Regions from separate parts of the Mus musculus genome. Here region 2 is linked to region 1. Evidence: chromatin contacts called from public HiCAR-type data. All regions are on one chromosome and are shown on one strand. Each heading gives the region's core, a stretch centred on a gene start, on an enhancer-like site or on the middle of the called end of the contact. The rest is flanking DNA. Distances are from core to core; before and after follow the strand shown.

The links. HiCAR-type assays count read pairs that join an accessible place to other places.
Region 2: a contact with region 1 is called in a HiCAR-type map of Th17 cells, with 5 times the contacts expected there. The contact joins the enhancer-like site here to the promoter of Olfr525 in region 1. A contact is called at or near these places in 3 of 39 promoter capture datasets (liver, maxillary cranial neural crest and stem cell-derived epiblast-like cells), 1 of 15 datasets of contacts at CTCF or cohesin (CD8 T cells), 2 of 115 datasets of contacts at active chromatin or transcription factors (CD8 T cells and Th17 cells) and 2 of 9 other capture datasets (adipose tissue and liver).

Annotation. Positions count from the first base shown.
Region 1 is chr7:140,320,567-140,324,929 of GRCm38.p6, forward strand. It overlaps Olfr525 (olfactory receptor 525), which reads left to right and starts at 2,135. Exons shown (of 1, transcript NM_146956.1): 1 at 2,135-3,064. The coding sequence starts at 2,135. The coding sequence ends at 3,064.
Region 2 is chr7:140,535,279-140,539,132 of GRCm38.p6, forward strand. It overlaps the pseudogene Olfr537-ps1. Among named protein-coding and RNA genes, the nearest start is that of Olfr536, 30 kb to the left of the region's middle. Within about 2 kb of position 2,408, at least 3 of the 459 cell types and tissues checked have an H3K27ac peak or open chromatin away from gene starts, as enhancers often do. A contact at or near this core is called in Th17 cells, where this site is marked.

The DNA of each region.
Region 1 (4,363 bases), core at 885-3,384:
ACAGGGATCAAGGGTACATGATGCTCAGGCAAGCTGTCTTGCACGCATCCCCAGGGTAGAAATCACCACAGGGGGTCAGTGTCCTAGAGCACATGACCTCAGGCATCTGCTTTCTCTATGCCTTAGGGTCCTGGTGTCTCAGCTTGGGGACTATGGCCTAGAGGGACTCCTGTTTACCTCATTGTGGGTAATTGCTCTCTGTGGGCCACTCCCTAGCAACCTCAGTGTCCACCCCATGGGGCAGACCCTACATTAAGGTCAAGAGCAAACAAAAGAGACACAGGGTTATAGCTTTGTGCCCATCCTGTATGTTCTCTATGACATGTAGACATCTTGGGTATAGATGGGCAGCCACAGACAGCTTCTCCTTCCATGTGAGTTGCTCCTTCCTCTATTCCCTCTTTCCTTTTGGGTACCCATCTCTCTCTCTCTCTCTCTCTCTCTCTCTCTCTCTCTCTCTCTCTCTCTCTCTCTTTCTCTCTCTCTCTCTCTCCTTTCTTTCTTCTTTCTGTGTCTTCTGTGAGGGAGAGATAATTCTCAGAAGAGATTTGGTTTTGCTTTGATCTATTTTAGTATATAAAAATGAAAAAAAAACCTGTTACCAGAATTACTTTGACTCATAGTTACAGTTTGAAACTTTAAATGCATGGCTCTGTAGGTTTGCTCTGTGACCTATCTGCACTGTTGATCAGTATGAATAGAAATCTTGCCTTGTGGCTTGGCTCTGAGGCAGATTTGGGTCTCTAAAGAGGCATGGTGGTTTCCTGTGGATCTGGTACAGAGTTCAGAACTCAGAGCCACCTGTGGCCTGAATAGTTAGAAGCAGACAGTTACTAGGGTTGAGATGTAGACAGAGGGAATTTGGGGGGTTCAGTTGAGAGGCCCTGCCTTCTGTATGAGGCCCCTGGGATCTGCAGGGAAGGCTCACAGATAAATCTTTCCTTTTGTGGGCACAAGTATGGGTCTTGAAGTTTCTATGGGTAGCTTAGCTCTTCAATAGGAGGGGTTGGGGAATCATAGGCTCAGGTCCTTCTCTTAAGTTCACCCTGTAGGAGAAAGACCTTGATCTGTGCAATCACAGGGGGAAAGTGTCTTCCTTGTTCAGCACATACCCTTTGTGACTTCTTTGTTTTCACATACCCTTTGTGACTTCTTTGTTTTCATGTAGCCAACATCCCACTCATGGAGTCTCCAGGATGGGTGTGGGCCTGCTCATTCCCATCAGATAGTAGAAAGGGGCAGAGCTCTTTCTCTGCATGCTGATCAGTTCCTATTCTTCTCTACCTGAGAGGCCCATATGCTTGGAGAGTCCTGGATGATTAGAGATATATGTGTATAAGGTGAGGGGAAGATAGACTTGAAGCTGGGTAGGAGTGATAGCCTAGAAATTGGGGGCTGGCGTGAAGCCAGGTCCATGCCTTTCATGTTGTTTCCAGTCCTGGCACAGCCTGATACCTTCTCTGGCAGGCACAAGCCTTCCCAGGGTAGTGAGTGATACCTGTTGTCCTCGCTGGGTTTGTCATCCTCAAGGGAGTGATTTAGAGTGGCCACGTAGAAATAGACAGTTCTGGTATTTACAAAAGGGTTATATTCATTCCCCAAGAGCCAGGGCCATCTGTACCACCTACATGCCATTCTGTAACAGCTTCGTGTTCTGAATCTATCACGACCCCAAAACATACATCCTGGAACTGTTTTTATGCCTGCCTCTGAGAACCCTGGCCCACTCCTTGATAAGGTTGGTCTTCTCTAGGTTCAAAAGGTCTATGCTGTGGAACAGACTGCCCCTTAGTATGCCTTAGCTGCCTGGTGTACATGCTGAAAGGAGCTCCAGTTCTCAGAGTATCATAGGGCATGATCTATGTTAAATCAAACAGAAGCTGTAGATGGATATTGCCCATCACAGGCAGGGGTTCCTTCTGTTCTGGGTCTACTGTGTACAGAGTGGAGAGTTCATGCTCACACTGTCACACTGTGTTGAGAGATGATGTTATCAATTCTACAGAAACAGAGCATTGAGAAGCACTCCTACTCACGGCTGTCTGAACCCAGTGTGAAATGATGGCTGCCTCACACCTGGTGTCTCCTTGACCATCCCATCTGTGTCACAGTAACTCCCAGGACTCACTCTCAAATGGAAATAAACAATTACACAACTGTGGTGGAGTTTGTCCTGCAGGGACTCTCTGAGGACCCTGGGCTCCAGGCTCTCTTCTTGGCCTTTTTCTTGCTTCTTTACATCCTGGCTCTTGCAGGAAACACCCTCATCATCATAGCCATCAGCCTCAACTCAAGCCTTCACACCCCCATGTACTTCTTCCTTGCAAACCTGGCCCTGTTGGACATCGTCTGTACATCCACTGTTCTTCCCAAGCTGCTGGAGGGTTTGGTGGGTAAGAGCAGCCACATTTCTTATAAGGGATGCATGACCCAACTCTTTTTCCTGACCTGGTTTCTAGGGGCTGAGCTGCTGCTGCTCACTGCCATGGCCTATGACCGCTATGTGGCCATCTGTCGCCCACTGCACTACAGCATGCTGATGAGCTGGCCCATCTGTGTCCTGCTCGCCGGCAGTGTGTGGGTCATCAGTGCAGCCAGCACATCTGTGCACACTGGCTTGATGGCACGACTCAATTTCTGTGGCCCCAACCAAATTCGTCACTTTTTATGTGAAGTCCCAACACTGCTGCTTCTGTCTTGCAGCCCAACCACCCTCAACAACATCATGATTGTCATTGCAGATGTTTATTTTGGTGTGGTCAACTTTCTGTTGACTATGATATCCTATAGCTTCATCATCACCAGCATCCTGCGCATCCGCTCCACAGAGGGCAAGAAGCGAGCCTTCTCTACCTGCTCTGCCCACCTGGTGGTGGTTGTCCTGTACTACTCCACCGTCATCTACACCTATTTGCAGCCTGGCTCCGGATCCTCCTTGGAGAATGGCAAAGTAGTTGCTTTATTGTACACAGCAGTCAGCCCTACCCTGAACCCCGCCATTTATTCTCTAAGGAACAAGGATGTCAAAGTTGCCCTCAAAAAGTTATTTCCCTGTTTCCAATGAGGAGGCAGAAGGCAACAAATGTGACTTGATCAAGCTGTTGATGAACTATTTGGGATGTGTGACTGAGAATCTGATGTCCTGTCAGAGAACAGATAGGTAATTCATATGGATGTACATCTTCTGTGCTCTCATTGGAGGAGCCACTGGCCATTTTCTTTTGGAAGTGAGGACATCCAGGTTTGGGGTAGGCTGTGTGTTTATATCCTGGGTAGCTATCTCTTACGTAGAGCTTTTTGGTATCATGCATTGGAGAAAATCACCCAGACCCGGATATTGGACTAAGTCCTCTTAGTTTGGACTTGAGAAGTGTGTCTGGTGGCACCATGGTCCTTACACCTCTGAGAGGAGAGAGAACAAGCAATATGCTTCTCATACCAGCAATGCCCAGGAAAGGTGTGGGTTGACACATCTCTTCTTCTCCAGTTGGGATGCTTTGCTGTCATAGTAGAGGATGCCAGACTTTTCTTGGTTTGGACAGAAGCTTCTGCAGACTGAGTAGGAGTTCAATCTCCCTCTGGCCTCTGAATGCTGTTGCACACTGCATCCTCCTAGACTCTCTTCTCACCTCTACACAGTCTCCTCTGGACTATGATAAACACTGTGTTGTTTGATGCTGTTGCTAGCATCCTCCAAATGTACAGTTGCCTTGTGATTCTTCACCTCTGAATCCTTTGCTGTGGCTGTTTTTTTTTTTTTTTTTTAAGACCTTGATTTCTTTGCCAGTCACTTGTTCCAAGACACTTGTCAGAGTCTTTTGTTTTGACCCACTCCCTGCCATGTCATGATTGTTTTCTCTCTTCAAGGGCACACTCATGATCCTAGGAAGCCTCTATGAATGACCCAATACTCTCCACTCAGTATACAAGCAGACGCATGTACAACCACACCTGTTAATGTCAGTGGTGTTCATGTTCTCAGAGATCAGTCCACAGAAAGTAGCTTTTTTCTTTCTACCAAGCAGGATGTAGAAGTCCACATAGGTTATCAGGCTTAGCAAGCACCTCTACCTGCTGAGCCATCTCATTGGTCCTACATATTTGGTCCTGAGATGTGTTTTCTACCCTGTATCCAGGGTTTTAATGTCCACAGTTCCGTACTGAAAGAATTCAAGCATAGTGAATTGGTCAGGATTTAGCCGGGCAGCTGTGATCTTGTACCCACTGCTCTGCTGTTGAGTTCTTGCTCTATATCCACTTCCTAATTTATTTATGCACATGCCCCTCTACTTTACTCATTTCAAAACAAGCTGCAAACATCAATTAATTCATTCTCCCTTAAATAGTTTCATATGCGTATTAG
Region 2 (3,854 bases), core at 1,158-3,657, 210 kb after region 1:
TCTGAGAGCCCCCAAATGTCAGGTCAGTTGACTCTGTTGAGCTTCCTGTAGAGTTCCCATCCCCTTCAGGGCCTTCAATCTTTCTTCCAACTCTTCCATAAGAATCCCCCAGCCTCTGTCCAGTGTTTGGGTGTGAGTATCTACATCTGTTTTAGTCATCTTCTGGATAGAGCCTCTTGGAGGACAGTTATGCTAGGCTCCTGTCTGTAAGAATAACAGAGTGCTCGCAAACCTAACCCAGAAACACATCAAAAACATGATCCAGCATGATCAAGTAGGCTTCATCCCAGACATTCAGGGATGGTTTAATATATGAATATCATCAACATAATTCTACATATAAACAAATTGAAAGAAAAAACACACATGATCATCTCATTAGATGTTGAAAAGGCCTTTTGACAAAAATTCTAACACCTATTTAGGTTACAAGACTTAGAGAGAACAGGGATACAAGGCACATACCTATACATAATAAAAGCAGTATACAGCAAGCCAGTGGCCAACATTAAATTAAATGGAGAGAAACTTAAAACAATTCCACTAAAATCAGGAACAAGGCAAGTCTGCCCACTCTCTCCCCATCTACTCAATACAATGCTTGAAGTACTAGCTAAGAGCAACTAAAACAACTAAAAGAGATCAAGAAGGATACAAATTGGAAAGGAAGAAGTCAAAGAGAACTCATACAGCTGATAAACTCCTTCAGTAAAGTGGCTGGATACAAAATTAACTCAAAAAAAAATTAGTAGCCTTCCATTATATAAAGGATAAACAGACCAAGAAATATATTAGGGAAATCTTTCTTTCTTTCTTACTTTCTTCCTATCTTTCTTTCTTTCTTTCTTTCTTTCTTTCTTTCTTTCTTTCTTTCTCTCTCTCTCTCTCTCTCTCTCTCTTTCTTTCTTTCTCTCTTTCTTTCTTTCTACTAAACACTCCCCCCAGTCCCACCTCACAGAGACCCTCCTGCCAGTTTTTACAATAGCCACAAGTAGTATAAAATAGCCTCATGTAACTCTAACAAGGCAAGTGATTGTATAATTCTTCGATGTGTAATCAACAGGTTTGACCATGATCATTAGTCAAAAAGATTTTTTTCTTTTCTCTAGTGTGTACTTTTTTACTCCTTTGTAGTAAGTTATGTATCAATAAGTATATAGAGATAAGTCTGGCTCCTCAGTCACATGATGTATTACATTTCTCTGTCATTTCTTTTTAGAGGTGTCATTTATAAGTCTGTTATTTCTCATCTTGTTATATGGGCTATTGGTAACAAAAATCAATCAAAAGTAAAAATGTTTAATGGATTTCAATTACTTTTTAATATTTTTCTTTACCTCAGCCTGAGGTGATCTTAATCAGTACTCTCCTGGGAAGGTGCTGAGTATCACTCATAGACTATCAGTACTATAGTCCAAAATCCAGGTTTGCTTGGATTAGCTAGACAGATTCAAAATATGCCAGGACAATATAAGAAATTTACATCTGAATTCTTTTTGCTGTAGATCTACTTGAACTATCAAACTGTATATTGGTGCTCTCTAGTGCAATAGAACATATGGTCAGAGCCAACACTGCCCTTACGGTTGAAGACAGCAAATACTTCATTTGAATAACTCCACTTTGAATGGAGGTAGAAATAATGTTTAAAATTCAACATGTATGATCAGGATAAGGGGAAAATAGGTTGTGAGGCACATTACAGAAACGATACAGGAGATAAAATGTGACCAAAGAATATGCAGTGTCAGGAGATGGGTGTAGGACAAAGTGTGAAAGTGCTGAGCACCACTGGATTCAGTAAGTGGAGCACACTACACTGGCTGAGATGCCATGGATTTGCTCAGTCATGAAGGAAAATATCCTTTCATCTTGGGCACTGAAAGAGCTGCAAAGCAAAGACTGTTTCCAGAAAATTGGCACTGCAAATAATTGCCACAAAAATGTTTACATATGGGGTAGAGTATGTTTACATAGGGACTCAGGAAACCCTTAGAAAAAGTGAATGGGTGATGTCAGATGAGACTTCTGAATCAAGCAATAGAATGTGGTTTGCGGAAGGACTGTAGAGAGACAGAGAATTTGTACTAGCGTCCAAAAGCTAATGATCTAAAAAGTGCACACTCCATACTTCTTAATTGATAAAGGAGAAAACTGGAAATGTTGAAAAGGAAAAGAAGCCAGAAATTATGAAAAACTTAAAGAAATTGGAAATACGTTACAATCATGAGAAAGCCATACTTGCAAGCTTAGAGGGTAAGTTGGATGAGAGGGGTAAGAGGATGTGGAAGAATATATTTGTCATATAGAACAGGAAGCTACTGAGGATCTTTCATGGGCATAGGGTAAAGGTAAAAGATGGCTCAGAAGACCGAGCTCAGCTCTATAAAATCAACATCTCAGAGCACTGGGGAGGTGGTGACAAGTTTCTGTGCATGCCAGTGAAAGCACACAGGAACATCTGTAGACTGTAGCAATTATTTCACTTCTGGGTGTGTTGACTTTGATATCACTGTGGTTTGTTGAGACAGAAAAGAAACAGAAATACAATCTCTCTTTAGGCTGGGGTTTTTGAGAAATGCTCTCTGGGGTAAGTGGGTTGAGTTGAGTCAGGATAGTTTCATCCACAGGAGAAGTCACATATCACAGTAAGTTGAAACAGAAGATACAAGTCTCCTTAGCCAAAGACACAATAATTATCAAGTCTTAGTGGGTAGAAGAGAAATACTTTTCCAAATATTACAGAAAAAAGTGACTTAGCGTCAATGGGTCAAGTATGAAGGACAGTGCAAGAGTCATCTCAGTGTGTTGTTCCTTCAAAGTTGCCATTGCATGGAGAATACCAGCTGTGGGAGGAAGGGCTACTGTTTCCAGCACTGTCAGGAGAGCACAGTGCTTTCAGGTGATGTAGAAGAAAAGCACAGGCAGGTACTGAGCTAGGAATACTAAACTCATTTCACATGTACAAAAGGATGGGAGAGGAACAGATATTTTTGTTGATCCAAACCTACAGGGAGAGATTCCTAGTTGAAAATTCAACTGTAAACAAAATACCAACAGGTATGGTAAGAAAATAGGGGATGAGAGGCTTCGCAGATGCAAATTCATTTACTCTTTTCCCTTCTGACAGCAGAAAATTGTGAGATGATCACGTTTCAAAATAAGACTTTAGTATAATAAAATATAATATTTTCTCAGAAGCCAATCCACACCTCTATGAACTGGATACTCCACACAACAATGGTCAGTCCCAACCAGACAGTAGTGACAGAGTTTGTGCTGCAAGGGTTCTCAGAGCACCCGAGTCTAAGACTGTTCCTGATAGGTTGTTTCCTGTCCCTGTACACAGTGGCTTTAATGGGCAACATGGTGATCATTGCTTTGATCACCTCCAGCACTGGGCTCCACAGTCCCATGTACTTTTTCCTATGCAACTTAGCGACCATGATATTATCTGTACCTCCTCTGTGCTGCCCAAGGCGCTGGTTGGTCTACTGTATGAAGAAAATACCATCTCCTTCAAAGGATGCATGGCCCAGCTCTTCTTTCTTCTGTGGTCTGGATCCTCTGAGCTGCTGCTGCTCACAGTTATGGCCTATGACCGCTATGTGGCCATCTGCTGTCCCCTCCACTACAGCTCTAGAATGAGCCCACAGCTGTGTGCAGCTCTGGTCGTGGCTGTATGGTCCATCTGTGCTGTGAATGCATCTGTACACACTGGTCTGATGACACAGCTGTCATTCTGTGGCCCCAAGGTCATCACCCACTTCTTCTGTGAGATTCCCCCACTCCTCCTGCTCTCCTGTAGTTCTACATATGTAAATAGCGTTATGACTCTTGTGGCAGATGCCTTT